Regions from separate parts of the Sus scrofa genome. Here regions 1, 2 and 4 are each linked to region 3. A link is a contact called in public Hi-C, HiChIP or PLAC-seq and promoter capture Hi-C data. All regions are on one chromosome and are shown on one strand. Each heading gives the region's core, a stretch centred on a gene start, on an enhancer-like site or on the middle of the called end of the contact. The rest is flanking DNA. Distances are from core to core; before and after follow the strand shown. Region 1 holds the start of BORCS5 (a long non-coding RNA gene). Region 2 holds the start of FOXJ2 (forkhead box protein J2). Region 3 holds the start of YBX3 (Y-box-binding protein 3). Region 4 holds the start of CDKN1B (cyclin dependent kinase inhibitor 1B).

Region 1 (6,681 bases), core at 3,350-5,849, 1.3 Mb after region 3:
TCAACCAGAAGTTAAATCTTTTTTTTTTTTTTTTTTCTTTTTACAGCTGCACCTGTAGCATATGCAAGTTCCTGGGCTAGGGGTCGAATCGAGTTGCAGCTGAGGCCTATGTCACTGTTATGGTAACACAGGATCTGACCCACATCTGTGACCTACTCTGCCGCTTGCTGCAATACTGGATCCTTAACCCACTGAGTGAAGCCAGGGATCAAACCCACATTCTCACAGGACTATGTTGGGTCCTTAACCCGCTGAGCCACAATGGGAACTCCCAGAAATGAAATCTTTAAGAATGAAGCTCAGGAGTTCCTGTTGTGGCTCTGTGGTTAAGGAATCCAGTTAGAACTATGAGGTTGCGGGTTCGATCTCTAGCCTCGCTCAGTGGGTTAAGGATCTGTTGTTGCCATGAGCTGTGGTGTAGGCTGCAGACACAGCTCAGCTCGGATCCTGCGTTGCTGTGGCTCTGGTGTAGGCCGGTGGCTACAGCTCCAATTGGACCCCTAGCCTGGAACCTCCCTATGCTGTGGGTGCGGCCCTAGAAAAGACAAAAAAGAAAAAAATGAAAAGAATGAAACTCAGTTAACTGGATGGAGAGAAAAAAGCTCTCCAGAGAAAACAGAGACAACAGCATGACCACCCAGGAGATTTCACCCTGACTGGGATGAAGTTTGCCTGAAGAGAAAGGAATAGAGAGAGAGGCTAGGTCAGAGCAAGAAAGTGCTCAGCTGCTAAATTTTAAACTATCCTGAAGCCATGGGGAATTATTGGAGGGCAGTGACAGGGCAGGGAGACTGAGTCTTGCTGGATCTTTTATCCCTGACTGCACTGCTCAGTACCAAGAGGGACTTGCCAGCTGGAAATTGTTTTGCTAGAAAAAAGGAGTGGGGTGAAGAACCAGCTTCCCCAGCCTTTCAGGGCACCACATGAACGTGCAAGTTTGATTTTGAGGTAGGAGGTAGATGGGCCCCTGCGCTGAGAACAGCTGGGACTTGTTAGGCTGCGTAAATGGAGCCTTTCTTCTCTCTGACACACCTCAGGGAGAAAGTTAATGGCAGGAGCTGAGCTCTGCTGGAGTAAAAAGATAAGATAACCACATCAATCACTCCTGGGGTCAAGGAGACCTCCCCAATTACGCATGCGCACAAAGACTCCTAGGGATCACACAGGGAAGTGGTACCAGGCCATAATAAGTCCTGATACTGTCCCATGACCCTTTGCTCTGGAATCTGTCTTGTGCCATCTTGGCACATTGGGGAGGGCCCTGGGTTCTGTCAGGTGTGAGAAACAAAAGAAGAAAACTGACCAAAGGAAAACAAAGACCAGGAGATCTGTCCTATGTAAGTGGTTTAAACCACTCATCTGGTGCACCCTTCACTGAGGAGGATGCTCGAACCCGAGCTCCTCTTCTGGGTGTGTGCTAGTGCTTTGGTTCTGCCTTAGACATGTAAGACTACTTCTCTGTGTGCTCTCCCACGTGTTGTACTGTGTTTCTAGCAATAAACTCTGTACCTGTTTTCACGGGCTTTGCCTCTTTGAAACAGTCTTGCTTTCAACAAGGGACAGGAAGCGGGGCAATTCTGCTTTTATTTATTTTTTGTCTTTTGGGGGCTGCACCCGCAGCATATGGAGGTTCCCAGGCTAGGGGCTTAATCAGAGCTGTTGCCGCCGGCCTACGCCAGAGTTACAACAACGTGGGTTCTGAGCTGCATCCTTGATCTACACCACAGCTCACCACAATGCCAGATCCTTAACCCACTGAGCAAGGCAAGGGATCGAACCCGCAACCTCATGGTTCCTAGTCAGATTCGTTTCCGCTGTGCCATGACGGAAACTCCCCCAATTCTGCGTTTAGCCTCTAGTTAGTCTAGTGGCTGTTTTTCACCCAGGCTGCCCAGGTTCAATTCCTGAGCAGAAAATTAAGATCCCATTCCAAGCCATCACTCACTGCTGTTTCTCCAAAATTAATTTCGCCTGACGCAGACCTGCGAAGCTAAGAGGTATAGAGATGCTAGAAACATGGAAAAAAACAGGAACAGCAGTTATGGAGCAGAAGAGATCACAGTTCCCAGTGACCTGCTCTGCAGACAAACCCAGCAGCTATCACCACTTAAGAAACCAGTGACTAGTACTGCCACCTGAGACATGCCCCCCATCATCAGCTTTCACCCCACAGGTATTTACACTTACTGCTGACAGCTGCCTACATCCCTCCCTGCTTCCTCCCCTGCCCCCAGTCTCCCCTGGAGCCTAGAATCACAATAGCAGCCAGCCCAGGACTCTGTGGTTGCATGAATGCAAGATGCCAGTCTGGACCCCTGTGGTTGACCTCCACTACCCTGTGCTCAATCTGGGCTACCCCTCCAGCTGTAAACTTGATGCCTGCCACTGGCCTCCATCACAGTGCACCTGCCTGGCAGAGACTGTGAAGCCACAGAGAGCACACCAACAACCAGCACCTCCCACCCCCACCTCCTGCCCTGCCATGTTGGATTCTCAGAAGGAGAAAAGCAGAAGATGGGGTAGAAAGCTGACTTAAAGAAATTATAACTGAGAACTTCCCAAACCTGGGGAGAGATTTGAACATACAAGTTCATGAAGCTTATAGGTCATCCGAAAATTTCAAAACCAAAACATTATTTTCCAAGCCCAATAAGTTGCCTAAAATCAAAACAAAGAGTGAATTTTACAAGCTTCAAGAGAAAACAATTTTCTTATACATAGGTTATCAGTGGATTTCTTTGCAGATACCTTGCTGGCCAGTAGAGAATGGGATACACATATATTTTTTTTTTTCTCCTTTTGGCCACCCCACAGCATAAAGAGTCCTGAACCAGGCATCAGATCCGAGGCACAGCTGTGAACTACGCTGCAGCTGTGGCAATGCCAGATCTTTAACCCGCTGTGCTGAACTGGGGATTGAACCTGCATGCCAGTGCTCTTGAGACACCACTGATGCTGTTCGGCCACAGCAGGAACTCCTGGGATGATATATTTATCCATTCATCAATTGATGGATCCCTTCTAGAATGAAACATTTATCCAAAGGGAAGCATAAAAATCACCATCACATCAGTATGGATTAGGGTATAGAACACAATTAAATATTGGTGTGGGAGAGGGAACAAGAGTCAGACTATGACTTACTTTCCCTTCTTTGCCTTCTCGCTCATCCTCCCCAAATATCTGAGAGAAGAACCAAGGGCTTTGCAAGAGGGAATGGACACATTACTTAGCGGGCCTTTCCCAGTTCCATAAGTCTGGTGGTTTATGTAAACTTCAAGACTATAGTCAAACATCACCTCTTAGGAAACTCTTTTGATCTCTCAGGCAGTTTTTAGTTCTATCTTCACATTCTCACCAAATACTGAATTTATGTTCACTTGAATTTTTCTCATGGTACAGTGGGCCCTCCATACCCAAGATTTCTTCCTTGCAGATTTAGAGGGGCCAGCTGTAAGGAACTTGAATATCCATGGATTTTGGTATCCTCCAGAGGCAGGGGGTCCTGGAACCAATCCCCCAGAGGATACCCAGGGAGGACAGTACTGTGATGGGGAGCAGAGGAAAGAGCATGAGATTTATAACCAGAGAATCCCAAATCCTAGTTTCACCACATACTACCTAGTGACCATGAGGAAATTACCTGCTTATGGTCATCAGGGTTATTGGGAAAATTAAATGAGTTAAAGCAGGTGAAATGTTTGTGATACTGCAGAATAGAAGGGATTTAATCATTTCATCAATTTGACACTCTTTCTGATGATATGCATAAGACGTTTATGTATATATAATCTCAGGGTATTCGCTTGAAATTTCGTAAAACAAACAATATGAGTTGCAAAGTTCTGAGAATCCCAGAACCGCTCAACTCCTTGATGGGAATACATTGTTAAGTCTTCGTACACGATGCGAGAAAGTTGGCAGTTTCTGTTTTGCGTTACCCATACTTCTTTTCCGCCTTTGCTAGTTTCAGAATGCCCTGTGATAATTGTCAAGCTCCCCAGAAAGTGACGAGACTTGGGGCATCCACTTTCCTTTGAAGATGCATAAACATCTAACAAACGAGTCAGCATTTTCTATTCATTTTGCTCTCATTTTCAACTCCGTCCTTTACCATCAAGTATTTTTTTTTTTTTTTGCACGGTTGTCTACTGCCAAACTTCCACCTTTTGGAACTGAAACAGGAACTTTGCATTCAGACAGCTATGGGTTCCAACCCTAAGTCTAACACCTCTATTTTGCCATTTGTAAAACAAGATTTAAGATTTCACAACACATACGAATACGGAGCCATTACATTGTACACCTGAAACTAATATAATGCTATATGTCACTTATATCTCAGTTAAAACGGAAAACAATAAATGCCCAAAATACACACACAAAAACAAACTCCCCCCAAACCTATTATGTAAAGTTCTAAAAATAGGAGTAAAGTGCCTAGTGTGTGAATAATGCTTAAAGGTGATGTGCAATATTACAACAGGAAACGCTGCACCCTGCGGGGCGGTTCTGTCTTTGAGGAGGTTGGGCCCTTTAAGGCTGCGCCGCGGGAGTCTTCCGCGCGAGTCTCCCCGCCCTCCCTCGGGCCGGGGCGGGGGCCCTCTAACCCGGAACTGACGGCCGCCGCAGCCGGCGCGGCCAATTGGCGTCCCGGAAGGAGCGAGCTGCGGCGTCTGAGCAAGCGAGTGAGTGAAAGCGGCGCCGCCCGCCGGCCGCGGGCGCGGCTGGTGCCGGGCGTTCCCCTGCCTTTTGGTCTTGGGTTTCCCCAAAGAAGGCGGCGAGGGGCGTGTAGCCCAGCCACGTATCCTTGCAGTCAGTTCCCCAAGTAGGGCCTCCTGTCCCCTGCCGCCCGCGCCACTCGTTGGGTTGGGCGCGCCATCCCCACACCGCAGCCCGTGTAGCTTTCTCATCTAGGTCCCTGGCCCCTGCCCTGTCGCCCCGCCGCCGGAGCGGTCACCGCCCGTTCCACCGTTCCTCCGCTGCCACCGCTGCCGGCAACCATGGGCAGTGAGCAGAGCTCCGAGGCCGAGAGCCGACCCAACGATCTGAACTCCTCAGGTCGGTGTCCTAACTTCCCCTCTCCTCCAGCCAGTCCTGCCTGCTTGCGGAGCGGGCTACCTCCCAGCCTGGTGGGGACTGGGACGGGTGACAGGAACGCACAGAAAGCTCTCACCGTGTTTTTTTCCTTAAAAAAAAAAAAAAAAAAAAAAAAAAAAAAAAAAGTAACCATCTGGCCTGGCTTTGATTCTCCCAATGGTAGTGAGTGCCTGTGATTGCAAGCTGAGCCAGGTGGCCGCCCGTGCCCATTAATTTTCAAAACAGCTGTGTTTCTCTCAGTGTAGCCTACGCTTTGAAAGAGGACCTAAATAATATCTGGCTTTAGTATTGATGCCTGACAGTGAGGTTTGGTCGCACAGTGTATGGTTCACAGACAAGACCTCAAAGAACAGATTCCTTCTTAGAAGTGGGTCCCAGAGATTCCTTTTCAGAGGGATGTGTGACAGGTGTTTTGCAGCCTTGGTTTTGGTGCCTTGGTTTTGGTGCCCAGGAACTGCAACCAATCGGAAGATTTCTCGGCTCCTTTTTTAATATAGAAGTTGTTTGGGAAGGCAGGTTCTGATGTTTTTCTTATTCTTCACTCATCCATATTTTTTAGATTTCTCTCCGAGTTTGATATAGGAACGGGAGCTTACTGTTCCTGTAATACAATGAGCAGTCAGTAAATAAAACAGGTGATGCTTTGCTAACTGAGAATCATTTGCTCCTCTTTGTTACCTGCCAAACCCTGGGACCACTGGAGTTGCCCTGGATAAGAGTTGTTAATCCAAATTGGCTTATATCTGGAGCCTAAAAAGAGCTCTGGTCATAGAACTGCTCTGTTCTTGGTAGGATCTGTACTTCAGAAATATAGACGCTAACAGATCAGGGGATTCCACACTGAAAGCTGCCCTTCTAGTTCAGACCATTCCGGGAGCTAGATTAGACAGTTTTTTATGGTGTGCAGCATGTACTAGCTTTGCTATTTTTTTTTTTTTTTGGAAGACCCAGAATGTAGTATCTGTTATAACAAACACAGAAATAGATGTTACCTCTTACTTTCTTGCCTCTGTGTCAGGCCAGAAACATTCTTTGGGAAGAAGTGTGGCATCTTTTTAATAGGATTGCTCACCTACTAACCAACAGCCTGAGCTCTAAATAGTACTAGATTGCACTAATTGGTATTACCCAATAGCATAGGTTGCAACTTGCCTGTTCCCCTGTGCTTAGTGCTTCACATGTGTTCCTCTTTAATCCTTGCAGTAGCCCCATTTTCAGATGAGTAGTAGAGGCTAACTAGAATCTAGCAAAATCTGTTTTTGTATGGGGTCTAGGGAAGGAGCAATTACTTTGTAGCAGGAAAGATTTCTGGCCTGGGATTTGTAAAACATTAGGTGAATTAGCAAAAGAGGGTAAGAGAGATTTCTTGAAGAGCAGTGAAAGTAGCTGAGATGCAGTGAATGCCAAGACACAGACTTTCGGCTCCAGGAGGCAGGGCAGTTCTATGGCTGCATGTTCGGCATATGGAAGTTCCCAGGCTAGGGGCTGAATCAGAGCTGCAGCTGCTGGCCTGCACCACAGCTACAGGAACGCAGAATACTTAACCCACTGAGCGAGGCTAGAGATCCAACCTACATCCTA
Region 2 (7,288 bases), core at 2,786-5,285, 1.7 Mb before region 3:
GGGCAGGCTCCATCACATCCACGGGACACCTAATGAAGACTACTCTGTTGGGAGAAAGGCAGAGAAAAGCAAAAAGACCTTCTGTTGGAGGGGAAGACTGATCCCCGGATGAGACATGTAAGATCCAGAATAAGAGGCACAGGTTTCTTCCCATGTTCCCTGAATAGCCGGTAACTGTTCTCTGTACGGCGCCAAGGTCAGGTATTAAGGAGTGAAAACTTCCTGCTCAGTACATAATGCTGCAACTAAGACAGCAGCATTTACCACATTATCGATTACCAGGCAGGCTGCCTGGGTTTCAATCCTGGCTCCATTACCTACTGGCTGTTCAACCTCAGGCAAGTTAGTTAGCCTCTCTGTGTTGTAGTTTCTTCCTTGAAAAACAGAGATGATAACTGTACCTATATAGGGTTGTTAGGAGGATTACCTTGAGTAAAAATTTTAAAGCACTTAGTAAGTACTAGTTAAGGGTAACTTTTTTTTTTTCTTTTTTTTTTTTTGGTTATTCCTGGGATATATGGAAGTTCCAGGGCCAGGGATCGAGCCCGCGCCAAAGCAGCAACCTGAGCCACTGCAGTGACAATGCAGATCCAATGCTGGATCCTGCTGTGCCACAAGAGGACGTCGTCATTATTATTCTTGAATGAGAAAAAAATAGAATATTAAAAATTAAAAATTAGAAAACTGACAAAGCATGGTGGTAAGGCTGGCAGTAACAAGGCAGCAGTGGCTTACACTGCAAAGCTGACACTGAGTTCCTGTTCGCAAGTTTTCACGATGTCAGAATTTCAAACTTTTCCTTTGGGGAGAGTGTCACCTCAGTAGTGACGAATGCCAGGACTGAATAATGGGGATGAAGAAATGAGGGGATTTCATCTCTTATTTTTCAGGGGGAACTAGGTTTACTCATAAGACATGATCTGGAAAACAGCACCCTCTAAATCATAGTTAATCCAACCCAACAGTCATCAGCTTCTGATGCTCCGAAGAGGCAAGGACAATGGGGGGAACTCGGTCGGAAGCAGGGCCAGTTACACGATGTGGCGGTGGGACAGCAGAGATGCTGTGATACACTTCACTCTGAGCCATTCAACAAGTTGCATTCCAGCATCTGGAAAAGTACTTTGTAAGAAATAGGCTGCTCTCACAGAGTCATCGCTTTTCGAAAAAAAATGGGGGAGGGCGTTCTAAAGGAGCCAAGGATCCTCGTGCTTTTTAGACCAGAGGTATCCAAAGTACAGCTTTCTTATTAGTCCTAGAAGAAGGGGTCCCAGCCTGAGACTGGGCTGCCCTGCTACGTGGGGTGACTTTCAGGCAGCCATTCACGAGGGCTCGAGATGGCCAGGACAGGCCAAGGCTTTCCTTATCAGCACCCTCTCCACATCCACGCACAGGGGTACCTGCTTTTAGAAGCCTACCAGAAACACACAGTTCTGAGTCACTGGAGGCTGAGTCTGAAAAGCACACGTGTGCCTCTCCCCACAGCCTGCACGGATGTGGAGAGAGCCACATCCACCTGAATTAAGAAACATATGCACATCGTTCATGGGACAGCCAAACAAACCTGGATTAGAGCCCTGTCTCATATACCACGAGTTAAGAGGTCGCTTCCAGGAACAAATGGAAGGGACTCGGGCAGTCCAGAAATGCCCAGAAAGAGAAAGGAGGGAACATGAAAACCCAAATAAGATGAAACCTCACACTTGGACTCACTAATACCCCTTGCAGGAGAAAAGGTACTTCCTAGTGGCAAGGCAAGAAAGTGGGCACCTGGCTAGGGACTGCAGGTCGAAAGGCAGAGCGTTACTAAACCTATAACTCAGGCTCAGCTAGACAGATTTCCTGGCACCTTTTTCTTGCCTTTTCTGAAGATTCTGGGCTGAGGTGCTTCCCACTATTATTTTCTGGACGAAAACTTAGATGCAAGTTTCCAGAGCCCCAGGACTGAACAAAAAACAGGAAGGGAGAGGACAAGACTATTAGGTGCTTTTCTGAAAGGAAACTCCTCAAGGATCAAATCTCCCTGGTTGGTCAACTTATTTCGATGGAAGGCTGGAAGGAGGCAGAACAGCAACCCTCCTCTCCTCGTCTCCTGTCTCCTGGATCTGCTTTTTCCTGAGGAACTGTCAGCAAAGGACAGGAGCAGCCTAGTGCCCTGGGGCAGTGGTACCCAGCCAGCATGAGGGAGGAACTTCAACCCAGGAGCTGGGGTTCCCCGGTACCCTTTCTTCCTGCCTTGGGAGATGGGATCCCCATTTTGCTTGTGGATTTTATTGGTAGAGGCATGCTTCCAGCCAGGAATAGGAATGTCATGAAAGAGGCCTCTTGGTGTCGGGCCGGGTGAGTGGAGACCAACTACTTTTCTTGTCAAGGGGGTGGTAATCACAGTGGGCTGGAGATTCCACAGCTTTGGTGGACATAAAGGGATCTAGGGTTACAGATGAGAAAATGTGATACCAATGGAAGCTCCAGACAAGGCCAGGCCATGAAATGCCAGCATGACTTTAGTGAGGGCCCACCCTCCTTGTGAAGAGGCCCAAGGATGGAGGGTGGCACGAGAGACTGGCTGGGATGTGTCTGTCCATCATACCTACACTGTATATATGGGAGTGCTGAAGATGCTGGTGTTTCCTGACATCCCTTTGCCCTCGGCATGAAAACACACACTTCCCTGGGGACCTCAGATGACTCCCATCCTTGTAGCCCCCAAACACTAAAGAAACCCATTGCTCGGAGCTCCTGCAGCAAGATGAGGGTTTCGATCCAGTTAGCTTCAGAACACATTTCCCAGAAGATTCTCTACCTTGCCCAGTAATGAAACCCAAGAGCCACCATCTCAGCCCCCGACGCCCACTGGTGCCTAAGGATGAGGGAGAGAAGAGGAAAGAAAGCACTAACCTGTCTCCAAGTTTCCCTCAGCAGAAGGAGGGGACCACCTGGTACTGGAGTTTGGGGTTGGAGGGACGCCCCTCTTCAAAGGCAGATGAAGATTCTCATCCTCAGTGGCTCTTCCTGTCCTTGGCTGAGCCTCCCAAGCTGGGGAGGGGAACTGGGTCCCCCGAGGATGAGGCACGGAGGGAGGGGCAGGGGGAGGAGAAGGAGGTCCTACCTGTGGAAGGTGGCACACCCCCCACACTGGGCCGGTTACCCTGGGGAGGAGGGGAGGAGCCTCTCCCAACCAGGAGTTGTCTCCTCCCCCTTGGGGGAGTCCCCCTCCCCCCCAAACTGATCCTGTCGGGAGCGGAGGGCTCTTTCTGTCCGCAGGAGATCTGAGCGGAGGGGCTCGGCCCTGTTCCACTGTCTAGGTACAAGGAAGTTGGGGGAGTTCTTCCCTCTCCTGAAAGGCGGAAAGCCGGCTCCCCTTCTTTCCCTGGAGTGTCCTCTGCTTCCGAGCAAAAGGAATCCTCTCCCCAGTGAGGACTGGATAGGATGGAGGGCGCCTACTCCACAGGCATATCCCCCTTTCTCTCTGCCTCCAAAGTCCACTACTGCGGAGAGTGAGTCGGGAGGAGTGGAGGCACGCCGGGGCGGTCCCACTCCGCTTCCTTGGGTAAGGATCACCCCTTTTTCCACTTCGGGAGCTCTATTCCCGGGCCAGTCCGGGGATCTTCCTCGCTCCTAGAGGGGTCTCTCTTCTTTCCTTCGCCCTAGTGGGAAGGGTCTTCTCTCCGGCCGGGGGAGAGGTGGCTTGCGTCCCCGCTCCCGCCTCTTCTCCTGGGGTGCCCCGGAGGGTGGGGTTTTCGTACTCCCCGCTCTCCCGGAGCTGGCCTGGGCAGCAGAGGCCGGGAGGCCGCGGCTCCCGACGCCCGTCACTGGCTACTGCGGCGGCCGCGCCTCCTCCAGTCGCGTCCAGTCCGCTCCGCTCGCTCCGGCGCGCGGGGCTCTCCGCGCCGCCACCGCTCTGGCTCCGGCCAGTCCGGGGCTCCCGGGGAGCCAGGAGGCGGACGGACGGTGTCAGGACTCGGCTGGGGCTTGGGCTCGGCTCGGCTCCGCTGCAGGCCCCGGCTCCTCCCCGGCCTCCGCGCCGCGCTCGGCGCCCCTCCCCCGCCCCCGCCCGCCGGGCCGCAGCCGCCGCCGCCTCCCCGCGCGGGTTAAGGAGGAGCGGGCGGCGCCGAGCCGCGGGCCGCGCCGCCGGGGGTGCGCTGCGCCCGGGGAGCCGCGCCGCCGCACCCGCGCTCCCGCGGCACCCGGCGCGTGCCGCCTTCGCCCCCTCCGGCCGCCACCCCGCCACTTGGCCGGATACAGCCTGCGCATCCACCCTGGATGACAACCCACTGCTGTCTGTCGGGAGATTCCCCGGTTCGCGCCACAAGAACTGTCAATTTCATTTCAACACTAATTCTGTCACACTGACCTTTTCTCATTGTCTGCTATATACGGATGAAGATCTCCGGTTTTCTCGGGAATGTCTTTGACGGGCTTCTCTTCCCCCTGGGATAACTTACACGGGGTTATGGGGTTGGAGCGAAGTTAATATGTTACCCTGGTGTCACCCTGGAGTTCAATAAATGTTTGTTGAATGAATTTAGAAAAGGATAAATGGGCGTGCAACAGAGAAAATTCCAGACTAAACATCACAAAATCTTGCTTTATAAACTTGAGCAAAGCCCTTGTTCTATGGAATCTTGGTCAGCAAGAGGGGATCCTGATACTCTCTGGGCCCACGCCGGCAAGACTGTTGTGAGAATCAAATGAGTTCATTTATGTGAAAATGCTTTTTTATTATTATTTGTGTGTGTGTGTGTCTTTTTGCCTTTTCTAGGGCCGCTCCCACGGCATATGGAGGTTCCCAGGCTAGGAGTCTAATCCGACCTGTAGCCACCGGCCTACGCCAGAGCCACAGCAACACCGGATCCGAGCCTCGTTTGAGACCTACACCACAGCTCACGGCAACGCTGGATCCTTAACCCATTGAGCAAGGCCAGGGATGGAACCCGCAACCTCATGGTTCCTAGTCGGATTGGTTAACCACTGAGCCACGACGGGAACTCCTGAAAATGCTTTTTTAAACTGTACGGTGTACAAAGGATACAAAATATTGTTCACTTCACAATCATATAGCATATCTTATCCTGGTCACATAGTGTAGAATATTCTCGTTCTTCGCCCTTTGCATAATAATCCCCCCCTCCCCCGCGCGCGCTAGAGACAGAAGGTAAGCCAGGCAGACCACCTCCATTTTTCCTCCTGGAATCATGTTATTCCTCTGCGAATTCTTATATGTTTCATCCTCCGGCCTATTAAACTTGTCTCAAACTACTCTACTTTCTATCACATCAAATAATAAGAAAGCAAAAATATCACCCATAAAATATTTTTCAATTGCTCAAAAAAAAAAAGACTGCATACTTAAGATTAGGGCTTGATCACTACATTTCACATTTAAGTCTTTTTTTGTCTTCTGGCTAAATACAAAATACTATATTTTATGTGTGTATATATATATATATATATATATATGTTACATTATATTTACAATATGCCAGGAATTGAGCTCTGCGTGCATTATCCCATTTAATTCTTCTAGCCATAGGCACTATTATTAAACCTATTTTACAGACGTGAAAACTGACCTAGAGGCATCAACTATCTCTCAGTCAGTTCAAGTGATTAGTAAGAAGTAAAGTTGAGACTTAAATTAACAAATCTAAAATTCAGGAGTTCCCCATTGTGGCGCAGCGGAAATGAATCTGACTAGGAACCATGAGGTTTCGGGTTCGATCCCTGGCTTTGTTCAGTGCGTGTGGGTTAAGGATCTGGTGATGCTGTGAGCTGTGCTGTAGGTTGCAGTCGAAGCTAGGATCTGACATTGCTGTGGCTGTGGTGTGGGCTGGCAGCTGTAGCTCTGATTGGACCCCTAGCCTGGGAACCTCCGTATGCCATGGGTGCAACCCTAAAAAGCAAAAAAACAAAAAAAACCCCCTCAAATCCAAATGACTCCTTTTTTTTTTTTTTTTTTTTTTTTTTTTTTTTGCAGTGCCTACAGCATGGGGAAGTTCCTAGACCAGGAAACGAACCTGAGTCACAATAGTGACGACAGTGGATCCTTAACCACTAGGCCACCAGGGAACTCCCCAAGTGATTCTTAACTTGTTTCATTTTCCTAAACTTTCAGAATTAAAAGTCTTTCCTTTAATTTTAATTAAGAGCAGTTTATTCCAATTGAGGCTTTTCTTTCTTTCCACCTTTCCAGTTCCCAGGATTAAAACTCTATTTTTCCCTCTTCACTGAAGCATTAACTCATTCTCCTGTACACAGATAATTTGGCATCACATGTTTCTTGCTATATGTTAAATTTCTTGTTTTTGTTTTGTTTTGGCCGCCTCTTGGCATATGGAAGTTCCTGGGCCAGGGATTAGATCCAAACTGCAGTTGTCAATCTAAGCTATCTTTGGCAACTCTAGATCCTTAACCCACTGTTCCAGGCCGGGGATGGAACCTGCATCCCAGCGATCCCAAGATGCCGGGGATCCCATTGCGCCACATCGGGAACTCCTAGATGTCTTGTTATGTTTCCTACTTTCAATTCTTTTTTAACATTTTCTATGTATATAAAACTTGGGGAACAGGTGTAGAGAAGTCCAAGTATTAGAAATGGGAAAGTTAGGGAAAGATTAGACTCTCCTTTTCCTAGAAATTGAGAAAAATAAAAAGCTCAAGAAATTATTTGACATAAACAAGATAATTGCTGCAGCATTATTTATAACTGTAGGAAATTAGAAAAAACTTAAACATCCATAATAGGGTAACTGTTTTTTGTTTTTGTTTTTTTCTTTTTATTTTTTTGTCTTTTAAGGGCCACACCTGCAGCATACGAAGGTTCCCAGGCTAGGGGTCTAATCAGAGCTGTAGCCGCCGGCCTACACCACAGGCACAGCAACTCAGGACCGAGCCGCGTCGGTGACCTACACCACAGCCCACGGCAATGCTGGATCCTTAACCCACTGATCAAGGACAAGGATCGAACCAAGGTCCTCATGGATGCTAGTCAGATTTGTTTCCACTAAGCCATGATGGGAACTCCTATAATAGGGTAACTGTTAAATGTGCTATGGCACAGCTATATAATAGAATATTATTTAGCTTTCCAATGAGTAGTTGTATTTAATTCTGAGAGGCAGAATTTGTGAGGATTGCTTGTCTTTTTGTCTTCTTTACCATTTAGATATTTTGCAATAGACATGTATAATTTTTTTCATATATCTGAATATATTCTGGTGAGAAATCATGTTAAAAACTGTTTCTATAATATTTTATAGTTTCTATTTAAAATGAGTGTGTAAAAAAT
Region 3 (7,265 bases), core at 1,566-4,065:
TAGTATGTCAAATGATATGCTTTTTTGTGTCTCCTTTCCTTTGCCCCCAAATTAATGACCTAGAGGAATGTAAGGAAAACATAAAGCTAGGAACTCTTTTTTGATTCATTTTCATAGAGTTAATGTCTATAGGCACTGCCAAAGGCATAATCTTGATTGGAAAAACAACACAAAGAAGGACAAAGATGAAAGTGATTTGCAAGTATAACTCCAGACTGAAGATAATTTTTATTCCCAATGCAGTTTTTAAAAATTTCTGAATTCCACAAATATTCCCAATGAGTTAATAAGACCAAACACATTCATGCACACTTCTTGCTTGAAAACCATCAACTCACTTCCCATGCACAGAAAGGGATGTGGAGACAAAGTTGAAGACCATTAAGCTTCAAAGATGTTCCAGAAGGGAAGTGTTCTTATGGTCAGGTAAACTACTTTTCCTGACTATACACTGAAGTTAAAGACCGTTTGTTAAAATTAAAAAACACAAACAAAACAAAACAAAAACACTGGAATGGGAAAATCCCAAACCAGAATTCAATTTCAGTCAGCCCTGTGTCTGGCACATTTTAGGCACCCATGTGTTTGCTTGGCTAAGGAAAGTTGATGGCAGAACACACTGGACAGAGACGGTGTTGAAATGTCATGTGGAAGGCTGTCCTTGCTTTTGAGAGTTGAAGTGACAGTGGAAAGATCCAAGACCTCCAGACTCATCACCAGGATGTGCTACAGACTTAAAAGCAGTTGGTGGTTGAGGAAATTTTAATGTTATCTGTTTCCTTCATCTTTAAAGATATCTGCTTCGGTTTAAAATTCAGAAGTTTAGTCAGATCAAGGGAAAAGCTGCAAAATCTCCCTTAAAGGCAAATAAATTATCATTAAGAATAGATCTTAACACTGCTTTGGGTAGGCCAAGGTTGCCTCTCTGGCATTTTGCATGGAAGTGTTCCAAGGAACACTTGTTGGAAACTATATCACCATGCAAACCTTACTAGACTTAAAGCAACTTTTAAGTCCAGCGATATGAGAGCTATTTGGCTTCTTAACCCTACACATATTACATTTAGCACGCTGTTTGACAGTTAACTGAATAAAATTTAGCCCAGGGGAGGAAGGGGGGGGCATGAAAAGAGGCCTCTCAAGGCAGGAAACATGGAATCGGAATCTTATTAAACTTTTCTTTACATTATTCCCCCAATTTTCTTCTTCGAAAACTGGGCAAGCAAGACTCAGATCAAACATGCCCTATCCAAAATACTGAAAACTTCTTGGAAGCATCCCACAGCATCTCTTACCTTCCCTGTTTTAAAAAAAGAGGGAATGTTACAGCACACACCCTTTAGAGAACTTATTCCCCACCCACCTGCTCTGTAAACCGGTTTAAGGCCCCACCTAGGGCTTTACTTCAGGAGAGAATGCTGAAATATTCGATAAAACCACCAACCACCACAGACGCCTTTTGTTATGCCCTGCTCCCCCACCCCCGACCTGTATGGCTCCTCTTCCGATCTCCTTCCCGGAGTTCCAAGTCCCAAGATAACGATGCTGCGAACTAACGTCATACCCACACTTCCGACGAAGTTTTTTCAGCTGCTGCACCAAATGCTTTCCCACAATCCGGGAAGAAGCAAATGTGTAGGGATTGGAAAACACTGACTGGTTCTTTGCAGCAGCGGGCAGAGAGGGAGGGGGACGAGGGACCAAAGCCCAAGTTTCCCGGAGAGGATTGCAACACCTCTCCGCCGACATGTGGCCGACAGAAGCGTGGCCTCGTTCCTGCGCCCCCGTGGGAAGGGCGTCAGGGACAGACACCTGAGCCTTCCCAGCAAGATGCCTTTGCACCTTTCCCTCCCGTCTGGTCCGGCGCCTTCCTCTCCCCCGAAGGAAATGCTCTCCTCACCCAGAACCTAGGCGAGGACTACTATGTCCCCGTCCCACGTGGGTGCTGTCCCATCCCTACATCCGCATCTATCCCAAATCTGGATCCTCTTTCCCGACCGCCGCTCCTTTCCCCTTTGTCCGGAGGGATGCTTCGCCATGGGAGTGTGCGACAGTGCGTGCCCAGGGGATCCAAGTTAAGTCCCGTCCCTCACGGGCCTGGGACCTGAAGGGACGCGCTCAGGCGGCGGGGAGCGCAGGGCGCCGCGCGCTCACCTGGCAGCGCCTGGGGGACTGGCCACCTGCGCCAGGGACCCGAGGTCCCCGGGGACCCCGTGCTGTCAGGCCTCCCGCGGAGCGGGACAGGCGTGGGAGCTGCCCACACGTGCTCCGCGGCCGCCCGCTCCTCCCGGGGCAGCCTCCATCCTCCCGGGCCTGACTCACCGAGAACTTTCTTCTCCGCGTCTTCACTGCCCGCGGCGGCCGAAGAGGCGGGGGCCGCGGTGCCCGGGGCCGTGGGGGCCGCGGGGGCCGCGTCTCCACCCGGGTTGCCCGCTACCAGGGCGGCGGGCGCCGGGGCGGCGGCCTGGGGCGCGCCGCTGCCCGCCGGGCTCTTGGGCGCGGGGTCCTGGGGGGCCGCGGCGGCCGCCTCCGCCGGAGCCTGCGGGAGGGTGGTGGTGGTGGTAGTGGTGCTGGTGGTGCTGGTGGTGGTGGCCTCGCCCGCCTCGCTCATGCCGCCTCCTCCGCTCTCCCTCGGGCACCTCGGTGGCGGTTGGTCGGCGGTTAGCGCAGCTGGAGGTCGCGGCGGCCGGGGCTCGCTCTCGGGGAGGCCGGTGCGGATCTCGTGGCGCGGGCGGCGGCGGCCGAGGTGGGTCTCGCGGCGGAGGCGGCTCGAGCTCTCGGGCTGTGCGCTCGCTCTTGGGCTCCTCGCTCGATCTTACTGCCCCAAAAATGGCCCCGCGCAAGTTTTTCTAGGCGGCGCACCGGCCGGAGAGGGAAGAGGGTGGAGAGAGTTGGCTCCCGAGTTGGGCATCGACTTCATTAGCATTTAAAGGGGCCCGGTGCCCTTTCCACCCGCCGATCGGCCCGGGACTGAGAGCAGGGGCCCGAGTGGCCGGGAAAGGAAAGCAAGGGTGGATCTGAGGTTGGCAGGGTACTCTGGAGTTTTCTGCCGAGCACGCTCTGCCGGCCCTTTGTTGGAGCCGGGCAGCGGGGCACTCCTGCCTAACCACATCTTCTAGGAGGAGCAAAGTAGGGCATCCAAATGACCGGGCGCTTCTCTCTCTCAAATACTGGCTTTTAAAATCCGTTCTAGTTATCCATGCAACGTTTATGAAGCACGAAAAACTGTTTCTGATACAGCAGTGAAGAACTGGAATTATACAATCTTAAAGCTATTTGGCTACTTCCTCTTGAAAGATGTTAGATGGTTTCTTCTATAATCCACAGGTGAGGAAACTGAGGTCCAAACCTCCATGAAGTAATGCAAATATCAGAGTTTACATCAATGTAATGGCAACAAATAGTGAGCTGCTAATATATATGTAATAATACTATACTTGGGGGGGAGGATAAATTTTACCTTCTTCTCTAATTGCCCCTGCCAGCTAGTGAAAACTTAAGCAACTGAGCCCTCTTAGCCTCAGGGAGGAGAGTAACAGAGAAACGGATCACCCAATAAACGGTAGTCCGTTTGCAGAGCTCACATGGCCTTTGGAGAATGGACGAGATCATGCTGAACACCAGGCCAGAGGGACCGTGCTCTGTATTCAAGAACTATTGGGATACAGGCTATCAGGCGTCCTTTGCCTCCAGGATCCAGGCAAGTCTAGGTTTACACTCTAGTGCTGCTCTTAGTTAATGGAGTCAACTTGGACGAGGTGTTCAATATCCCAGAGTTGGTTTCCTCAAAGGAACGTGGATGGGATTATCACATGTAACTCCAGTGTCTGGTCTAACGAAAAATTCCGTTTTTCATTCCTTATTCCCCTAAATCATTTACACCCTCCAACCTCGCCCGACCCCAGAATTCTATGTTCTGTGGCTGCATCAGAAGGGTAGTTATCAGGTGTAATTCATCATTATATTCCCACTGGTTAGCACACAGTACCTAACACAGAGTTAGAGCATAGTAAATGTTTACTAAATGAAAACAAATAAAAAGACCAACATTTTCCACACTCACTTACTTACGAACACATTCATTATCAATAATTGTTTTTTAAATAATGACTTGTATTTTTTCCGTTATAACTGGTTTACAGTGTTCTGTCAATTTTCTATTGTACAGAAAGCTGACCCAGTTACATATACATGTATACATTCTTTTTTCTCACATTATCATGCTCCATCATAAGTGACTAGACAAAGTTCCCAGTGCTGTACAGGAGGCTCTCATTGCTTGTCCATTCCAAAGGCAATAGTTTGCATCTATTAGCCCCAAATTCCCAATCCATCCCACTCCCTCCCCCTTCCCCTCCCCCTTGGCAACCACAAGTCTGTTTTTCATGTCCATGATTTTCTTTTCTGTGGAAAGATTCATTTGTGTTGTATATTAGATTCCAGCATTATCAATAATTGTAATGCCCTGCTTTATTGCTTTCTTACTCCATCCATGAAAAATACAACTTAAAAATTAATTCTTAGGAAAAAAAAGCAAAATATGGAATATTTGACTTTTCCATGTAACTCATCTATATTTTAAAATATTTAATTGACAAAGGTGTTAATGTTAGATTCATATTTTAGACTGTAATGTGGACCATACAGTGATATTATCTATATGTAGTTAAAAAAAAATATGGAATATTTGACTTTTCCATGTAACTCATCTATATTTTTAAATTTTTAATTGACAAAGGTGTTAATGTTAAATTCATATTTTAGACTGTAATATGGACCATACAGTGATATTATCTATATGTAGTTATGTTAAAAAAATGCTAGTTTGATTCTAAGTGTGGTTAAATTATTTCTTAGTTTTAAAGAGTATAGTCAGTTAAAATTATATGCATGATTTATTCTGGTGAGGATTGGCCATTGACTTTCTTATCTAACAAAATGATTATCATTGCTATGCAAAATTGGATTGCAAGGAAAAAAATGAGGGCTTGAACTGTTCAAACTCCAATCTAATAGCCAAAACCACTCTCTCTCTATATATATATTCACCCTTGGAAAATAATTCATGACTAACAGGTGTGGTCTCCAACCTCTGGAAGACCCTAAAATAATTACAGATGCATCCTGGGATTTCCTAGAATTTTGTGCTGGAATGACTCCCAAAACTACTCATCGTTTTCATCCAAAAAAAGCAGCAAGCAGCTGGGAGTTCTTGGTACTGTGCTAAATAAATCTAGAGAGAATTAATTAAAATAAATATAATCTGTTGTTTTAATAATCATAACAAGAAAGCAATTTTGATACGGATGCACACAGTTTTCCATTCCTTTGCTTACTCATTAATCCATATGCTCATGCATTAGCACATATTTATTAAACTATATACTATGCACCTAAGTGCTACATTATGAGTATCTAATGTTGGTCTAAAGCCTGCTCTGAGGTTTTTTTCATGTTGTTAACTCATTTTTTTTTCATTTCTATTCTAAGAAAACATCGTTTCTTAAATTTGAGGTTAAGAACAACAATGAAAAAGAATCACAATCTAATCATAACCTAATTGGTGATGGCAATCCTTTTTAAGCTATGACAGGTTTGGTCACGAAAATGAAAGCCACGCTGTTCCTAGTATGAACAGAGAGTTTCACAACTGTTGGAAGGGGAGAGAAAGCTGGAGAGCTCCACTGGAGATCTCAGACTCCAGCCCCACCAATGCAGGGCTTCTCAAGGGCTTCCCTGAAGCCACTGGTGGCACAGGATCTCCAGGAGGCTCCCAACTATTCAGAGCTAGAGCCAGTTTTGTAAGACTTAAAGTTTACCCAATTGGGAGCTCTCTTTAAGAATAAAGAAATGAAAGTGTGAATACAAATTTGCAAGCTAATTCCAGAGTCTTAAAAAAGGCCCATGCAAGAAAGGCGCCCCGAAGTTTAAACTGCATTAGCTTCACCATGAGTCCACCCATATCAGCTATCTCAGTTGGCCACATGGATGCTGGAGTTCCTCAAGAAGTTTATCTGGGAGCAGCTTTGAGCCTCCATGTGCCCGGACGTCTTCCTATAAGTGACTGGAAAAAACAGTGTCCTCTTCTGCCTTCGAAATCTTGAATTAGTGCCTCTTATTAACAGTTTCTAACCTGGAACCTTTCAGGGAAGGAGACTCTGGGAAATAAATTTCCTGCCTTGAGGGAGGTTAAAGATGATGCCGAGCTGACAAAGGACTAGTGCGCATACCACCCAAGGGAAGACAGTGCAGTTGATTGACTAAAGAGATTAAGGAGCATTTGAACCATTCAAGACACTGAAGCTTAAGTATGGACGCATTACTATATGAGCATATATCAAACTGGAATACAGTGAAGTATTAAGTAACACCTGATTGATTCTAAAACAACACAGAAGGGAATCAGCTAGTTTGGAATAAAAAAGTAGAGGAATAAGAGAGCAAAGGGTTTTCATGGTCTCCAGCACAATGTTCATGGGAGAAGGTACCCTGATTATGTCTCTGTTGTTCACTAATAATGCATTCACTGCCTTTATTGATTATTCGCATTAGATGCCAAGGATATCATGCAAATCAAAACCAGAATGGCCCTATATTCAAGGAGCTTATGGTCTAGACTAGTACCATCTGATTGAAATATAATTTGAGCCCCAAATATGAGGCACATATGTAATTTTAAAATTTCTGGCAGCCACAACACATAAGAAGAAACAGATGGTATTAATTTTAATACATTTTACTTAGCCCAGTATATCCAAAATATATATCATTGCTACATTTACTCAATATAAAAATTAGTAATGATACATTTTACATTATTTTTTCCTTTGGTACTATCTTTAAACTCTCATATGTTATTTTAAACCTATAACACGTCTCAGTTTGAACTTGACACATTGAATGTGTCATACATGTGTCAGTGTGGCTAATGGCTACTATATTGCCACTAGAAGAGTTATACAAGTCTTCCAGATAACTAGAACTTTATCTGGATAATGCTCCAGAATAATGCTCCAGAAGCCCATTTTGAAAACGTCCTGGCCCAGCAATCTGGACCACACATCAGTCTGTGGTAACCCATCAGGATAATGTGACCTATCATACTTGCTTGAGCTTTCTTGTGCTCAAACCCAAAGAATGTACATGAACCATAATTCTGAACAGCTGGATGGTGGTGATAAGTTCTAGTGTATATAAATTAATTTATACTTGCAATTCATGCCATTACTGCGTTTGCAGACATACATACACTTTTCTTCCTTTCT
Region 4 (6,638 bases), core at 1,142-3,641, 1.6 Mb after region 3:
TTGGGGCATCACCTCCCTCACTGCTCTCACCCTGCCTTTTGGGAATCTGCGTTTTAGCCAAATTAGTGCAAGGTCACACCAAAGGCCAAAGATAGTGGTATCAGGCCAGGGACCAGAGGCTACATCAAGGAAACATCTGCAGACAAGCCAGGGTATGAGAAGGAGCCATTCTGAATCACTTGTAAGAGAGGAGGGCCTGTAGACTATAGCACAGGCAGACCCAGGAAAACAAACAAACAAAAACAACCAGTTGAGGCCATCAGGAGGGAAAGGAACAGAAAATGAACCAGCTTTAGGGTGAGGGTGCTGCCTCTACTCTAGTCCTGGCTCTGCTACCAACTGGCTATGTGTCCCCAGACAAGAAACCCGAGTCTCAATTTCCTCAGTGGTAAAAAGAAAGGATTGAGCCACAGGGTTCTGAAGGCTCTCTCCCCCACCCCCTCCAGCTCTTACATTCTGGAGTGCACACGTGAGGCAGGCAGACAAAGTGGACAAACAATATGTGGTTAAGAAAACAAGTTACAAGTCAAACTCATCTGTATCATAGACTCCTAAGAAAACGGCTGTGGACTACTGAAGACACCTAAGAAAACTGTTGTGTACTATTAGAACTGAAGATTAGTTTCCAGTAACGTGTATAATAACTTTGACCCAGACCAAGATCATATATGGGAGTGGGGGAAGGCAGTTAAAGACTCTTTGGGCTCTGTTTCAGATATGATAGCCCTGTTCATCCTGTTTTAACTCCCATCATCTTGCTCAAAATCATATGGATAGGTAGACTTCAAGTTGCCAAGGGGAGCAGAGAAACGCCCAAATAATAATATCAGATCTGAGAACATGGTTGTGGTGGTTGTATAAATCACTTCACAATCTGGACTTTGCGATTACTTTCACCCTTCAGCGACTTGCAGCTCTCTCAAAGCGTTCACTTGTATCTATCTGAATGTTCTGGGTGGGCTGGAGAAGTGAATCTGGTGGGAGAGAAAGGTGAAGGAAGGAAGGGGCTGTTGTATTTGGCGGCGGGACTCAGGTAGAGGAAACTGCTACAAGCCGGGAAAGAACTGAAAAATATAAAAGAGGAGACGAGTTCCCACACGCAGACCAAGTCAGTGGCCTTAACAGTGCTTGGGAAGCAAGAACCTGGGCCAGGGGTGTATCCTCGCTTTTTTAAACGAAATGTATCTGAGACAGCTACTAAGTTTATTAGGGACTTGGGAGACCAATAGAGTTTTTGATCTCGAAGCCCTTTTCTTGTTTTTATTGAGGGAGAGCTTGGGTTCAGAATACATTACAAATGCAGCATCTATTCCAGTCTACTTATAGAAAGACGTCCTCCTGGGCTTCCCCCCTAAGCCCCCTGCCTCCCCTAGAACAGCACAGACTTCTAGGTTAAGGGTGAGCTAACCACTGCTCACCCCCAGCTAAGGCACCCAGGCTCAGGGGCTCCCCGCCTCCCCCGCTGAGCGAGCGGTGGGGGCCCCCCCGGGAGAGAGCCCAGCTGGGGGCCGAGCGCCCAGCGGCGAGCCCAGCTGCCCGCCCCTACCCGCTCGGCGAGCGAGGGGAAAATAAGATCGCCCTCGGCGAGGAGAGGGAGGTCGGGGCTCCGGAGCGGAGCGCAGCGCAGGGACCAGAACCCGCCACCTCTCCGGCCAGGCCCCTCCCCGGCTCCCCGGCCTTTTGGCGAGTTTGTCTTATTTTTAATTTCTCCGAGGCCAGCCAGAGCAGGTTTGCTGGCAGCCCGGCACCTCCAGCAGTCACGCGACCAGTCGAGCTCCCGGCCGCGCGCTCGGCGGCGGCGCGCTCGGGAGGCGGGGAGGCGCAGCGGCGGCTCAGGGGCCACCTTAAGGCCCAGCTCGCCAGTCTCGGCTGGGCGGCTCCCGGCGCCGCGACCAATGATCTCCTCCTCTGTTTAAATAGACTTGCGGTGTCAATCATCTTCTTCTTCGTCAGCCTCCCTTCCACCGCCATATTGGGCAACTAAAAAAAGGGGGCTCGTCTTTTCGGGGTGTTTTTCTCCCCCTCCCCTGTCCCCACTTTCTCGCCGCTCCGCGACTCCGACGCCGGCAAGGTTTGGAGAGCCGCTCGGTCGGCGGGACCCGCGGGCTCGCAGCGGCGGGGACTCGGACTGGCTCTGCCCCCTCCTCTCTCCGCTGCGCTCCTCTCCCCTCCCCTCCCCGCCCTCCAGCTCGCCCGTACACTTGATCGGCGGAGACTCGGGGCTGCCTGGCCCGGGCTGCCCCTCGCCCCCTCCCCCAGCCCCAGCGCGCTCCTGACGCTCGGGCGCTTACTCGTCGGTGTTTGTTTCTCTTGGCTCGGAGGGCAGCCGCAGGGCTTATAAGAGGGGCTCGGGCTGGGTCGAGGCGTTTTGTTTTGTTCGGTTTTGTTTTGCGAGAGCGCGAGAGAGGCGGTCGCCGAGCCCCGGGAGGAAGATGTCAAACGTGAGAGTGTCTAACGGGAGCCCGAGCCTGGAGCGGATGGACGCCAGACAGGCGGAGTACCCCAAGCCCTCGGCCTGCCGAAACCTCTTCGGCCCGGTCAATCACGAAGAGTTAACCCGGGACTTGGAGAAGCACTGCAGAGACATGGAAGAGGCCAGCCAGCGCAAGTGGAATTTTGATTTTCAGAATCACAAGCCCCTGGAGGGCAAATACGAGTGGCAGGAGGTGGAAAAGGGCAGCTTGCCCGAGTTCTACTACAGACCCCCGCGGCCACCCAAAGGCGCCTGCAAGGTGCCGGCGCAGGAGGGCCAGGGTGTCAGCGGGACCCGCCAGGCGGTGCCTTTAATTGGGTCTCAGGCCAACTCAGAGGACACACATTTGGTAGACCAAAAGACTGATGCACCGGACAGCCAGACGGGGTTAGCGGAGCAGTGCACTGGGATAAGGAAGCGACCTGCCACAGACGGTAATGACCCTTTCGAATGCATGAAACGTCTGTTTGTCTGCCTCTCTCTGTTTGTCTGCCGTGCTGTTTTCCCTGCTTGAGGATCTTAAACCTCCGCTTTCTTTTCAGCGCATTCTGACTTAGCTCTTGGGGAACACACCTTCCTCATCTTAGGTTTTAAATGCTATTTGGCTAGCTGCTGGTCTGTTTATGACTTTTAAGTCTGAAGCATGAGACTGTGCTATCTGATAATTTCTCTAACTGAAAACATCGCGGCTCCTCCCCGCTAGCCAGCTGTAGGTATGTGACAACGTTGGGATGTTTATCAACCACCTCCCTCTTCGCTTTGGAGAGAGAGAGATTTGGGGCGTAGAATACACTTTCTGTTATGTGAAAACAACCTCATTTTGTGCCCTTAAAGGCCACTGGGAATGACGGATCCAGGATGGTGGGTGGAGGTGGTGGGTTTTTTGTCCCCTCAGTATCGAGCCAACTTGTGTCAGCCATTGTTTTTTCTAATAAAGATTATTTGTGTGTGTTCTTTTTAAAATTCCCTCCTGCCTTTAGATTCCTCTCCTCAAAACAAAAGAGCCAACAGAACAGAAGAAAATGTTTCAGACGGTTCCCCGAACTCGGCTTCAGTGGAGCAGACGCCCAAGAAGCCCGGCCTCAGAAGGCGTCAAACGTAAACTGCTCGGTGGGTTGATCACTGGAAGCAAATAAGTGACACCCGATTTGGGCTGAAGGAACTCATGGGTTTTCAAACACCAAGATACCCGATCTTAGTGGTGTCTGGCAGATTAGAGCTTGTGGGGTTTTGTTTGTATTTTATGAGGTCCAAAAAAAGGAGGAATGGGAAAGACTGGGCATCAGGGTGGGGGTACTATAATTCTTCCCAGTTTCTCTGTCCTGAGATCATTTTCCTTTGAAGCTCCCAATGATTAGAGCAAGTGTCCCAGGCAAATACTTGCAACCAAGGCCCTGTGGGTAGGAAGGTCAGTTCCCTGAGAGTCCCATCAAAACGGTGTTGGGAACAATAGGTTCTTTTTCCATCTGAACAAGAGCGGGGGTCTGCCTCCATCCCACTTCAGGAGAATTCATCTCCCAGAGGACCAAGCTGACTCTAACAGATTTTGAGCCATACATGGAAAAAAATGGCAAATAAATGATCCAGTTAAAACTTTGAGGGAAAAGTTAGGTACAAATGGCTCATATCTGGTTAATCACATGGTTAGAAATGTGAATAGAGAGGAGTGTGGCTTTCTTTTATCTATCGTTTTCACAAAGTGTCACTTGCCCTGTTTTCTGATCAGTGTGGGGGATGGAGAAGGAACCTGTGTATTTAAAAAAAACCAAAATGGAAGGCTCAAAAACGCTAAGGTTCCTATGGAATTTCTGATAACACTGAAGTTACAAAGCAGAAGTTAAGTAACTCTGCCAGAGTAAGCAATCCAGGAACACGTCAGCATGTGTATGCTAATCGTGCTATAACAGGATAATTTGGATATTTGTAGGGGAAATGGATAGTAGATACCAGGGCTGCCACTGGTTAGGGCTACCCCGAACAAGGCAAGTGGACATTTTTCCACCTACTAAAATCTGATCAATGTAAAAAACTAATTTGCATAATTCAGCCCCCCAGCTTTACATGGATTGGTTTCCATAATGATCAAACTACATATATTAGTTAATAGTTTGTACACTCCTTACAGACAATGACCGTGACCTCTTTTTTTTCCCCTCCACAAACACCCTCATAGCTTAGCATTTAAAGAGATCCTAAGAGATGTTGACATTAACTTTCAAAATCCTCATTTATAAAAATTTTAAAATAAAGAACAGGGATGAAGGTAGGGTTCAAGTTTGTTGTGTTTTTACATCAGTGTCACAGGTAGGACTTTATTACATACGTCTGATATCTTTCAGAGCTTATACAACACGGCACTATCGAACCCTACGTTATAGCTGTATATGAAGTGAAAAAAATTTCTGAGTCAACCTTAACACCTGTGGCTCTTGTTGGTTGGTGACTCGTGGCCTAGCTCATCAGATGAGCCACAGCAAATCAGACCTACTGGATTTTGATCTGGCCGCATTCTGACATACAGAGAGGCATTTGTTAGTAAATATTGCCAGTTCAGCGAATACAGGAAATAGTAGTAAGGACCTCTTCTCAAGCATTCATGTGTGTATACTCTTCATACGACTGAGAAACTAGTTTTTTTTTTGGGGGGGGTGAATAGAATTTTCTTTGGTGAGCTTTTCTATTTCCAGTTATTTTTCAAATTTAGAAAATTTTGCTACTCTTAAGTGTTAACAGTTCCTTAATTTTCCTGTGTCTGTTCTTTCTCACTATTTTTGACCCCGATTCTCTAGACCAGGGTTTCTCAACCTCTGCACTGTTGCCATTTTGAGCCGAATAATTCTTTGTTGTGGGAGGGTGTCCTGTGCGTTGTAGAATGTTTTGGGAGCATCCCTAGCCTCTCCCAGTAGATGCCAGTAGCACCCCCTCCACACCCAGTATGACAAGCAAAAATGTCTCCAAACATTGCCAGATGTCCCCTGGGGGACAAAATTATCTACTGTTGAGAAGCACTGCTCTAGACAAAAGTACCCAGCGCAGGAGAAAGTAAAAATCTGGGGATTGAGATGGCTCTAGTCACCAACTTCTACTACATTCTTCCTTTTCCATCGCCCAGGTATTTCCCAATTAAGGCAGGAACAAAATAATTCTTGTTAATATGTTGGCAATATTATTCTAGTGCTTTTCTCCTAATTCTTTTTTCTTATTTCTTTTGCAGTATTAAGAGTATGTTTCCTTGTTGATCAGATACATCACCGCTTGATGAAGCAAGGAAGATAAAAAATAAAAATTTTAAGTGCATATCTGACTCCATGAAAGGGACAACCCGTATAAAGCACTGAACAGCAACAAGTCAATAACACTAAAATTTTAGGCACACTTAAAATCATCTGCCTCTAAAAGCATTGGATGTAGCATTGTGCAATTAGGTTTTTCCTTATTTGCTTCATTGTACTACCTGTGTATATAGTTTTTACCTTTTATGTAGCACATAAACTTTGGGGAAGGGAGGGCGGGTGGGGCTGAGGAATTGGCACGGGTGGGGGGGTTATGAAGAGCTTGCTTGGATTTAGAGCAAGGAGAAAAATATTTGACTCACATGAAGAGAAGCAGTTTGGGGGAAAGATTTTTGAATGGTTTTCTTTAAAGATGTAATGTCCCTTTCAGTGAGAACCGATACTTCATTTAAAAAATCCAAATTTGAACACTGGCTGCAAATCATTGCTATTTATTTTTGCATGAAGCTTTTTCTTATTTGGGAGTTCTGATGATTCCGTTATGTGGCAGCAAATTTTTTTTTTAAAATAACAACATCCTCAGCCCCCCTCCCTCTGTCTCCCTTAAAATTGGAATGTACCAGTTAAACTATTCATCAGTTTGGTAATCACTCCAGGTAACTGGGCAAAAATCTGGCATGTATGGGGGGGAGTTTGAATGCTCAGAATTGACCATCTAGTTTTTATCAGATTTGTTGAGAAAATTTTTAATTTTCTTTTCACTTCAGGGTGTGTAGACACAGTCAAAATAATTCTAAATCCTTGGATATTTTTAAAGATCTGTAAGTAACTCGACATAAAAAATAATGAAATAATTTTTAATTTAAAGACTCATTCTATTTGTTTATTTGCCCAAAGGAAAGTGGTGTTTTTAAAGGAAAGTGCGTATAGAG

What was found. Promoter capture Hi-C pulls out the DNA fragments that hold promoters and counts their contacts. Hi-C and Micro-C count contacts between places; a contact is called where the count stands out from the background. HiChIP or PLAC-seq counts read pairs in DNA pulled down with a chosen protein or histone mark.
Region 1: a contact with region 3 is called in a promoter capture Hi-C map of fetal liver, with 6 times the contacts expected there. The contact joins the promoter of BORCS5 here to the promoter of YBX3 in region 3. A contact is called at or near these places in 2 of 5 promoter capture datasets (fetal liver and liver) and 2 of 2 datasets of contacts at active chromatin or transcription factors (alveolar macrophages and skeletal muscle).
Region 2: a Hi-C map of liver shows a contact between it and region 3, with 7 times the contacts expected there. The contact joins the promoter of FOXJ2 here to the promoter of YBX3 in region 3. A contact is called at or near these places in 1 of 47 Hi-C or Micro-C datasets (liver) and 1 of 2 datasets of contacts at active chromatin or transcription factors (skeletal muscle).
Region 4: an H3K27ac HiChIP or PLAC-seq map of alveolar macrophages shows a contact between it and region 3. The contact joins the promoter of CDKN1B here to the promoter of YBX3 in region 3. A contact is called at or near these places in 1 of 5 promoter capture datasets (fetal liver), 4 of 47 Hi-C or Micro-C datasets (heart right ventricle, liver and skeletal muscle) and 2 of 2 datasets of contacts at active chromatin or transcription factors (alveolar macrophages and skeletal muscle).

Annotation. Positions count from the first base shown.
Region 1 is chr5:60,070,894-60,077,574 of Sscrofa11.1, reverse strand. It overlaps BORCS5 (a long non-coding RNA gene), which reads left to right and starts at 4,599. Exons shown (of 4, transcript XR_002344101.1): 1 at 4,599-5,061.
Region 2 is chr5:63,058,725-63,066,012 of Sscrofa11.1, reverse strand. FOXJ2 (forkhead box protein J2) reads right to left here and starts at 4,035. Exons shown (of 11, transcript XM_021092393.1): 1 at 2,899-4,035.
Region 3 is chr5:61,333,418-61,340,682 of Sscrofa11.1, reverse strand. YBX3 (Y-box-binding protein 3) reads right to left here and starts at 2,815. Exons shown (of 10, transcript XM_003126475.3): 1 at 2,323-2,815. The coding sequence starts at 2,611.
Region 4 is chr5:59,731,584-59,738,221 of Sscrofa11.1, reverse strand. CDKN1B (cyclin dependent kinase inhibitor 1B) reads left to right here and starts at 2,391. Exons shown (of 3, transcript NM_214316.1): 1 at 2,391-2,907; 2 at 3,454-3,583; 3 at 5,688-6,638. The coding sequence starts at 2,433. The coding sequence ends at 3,575.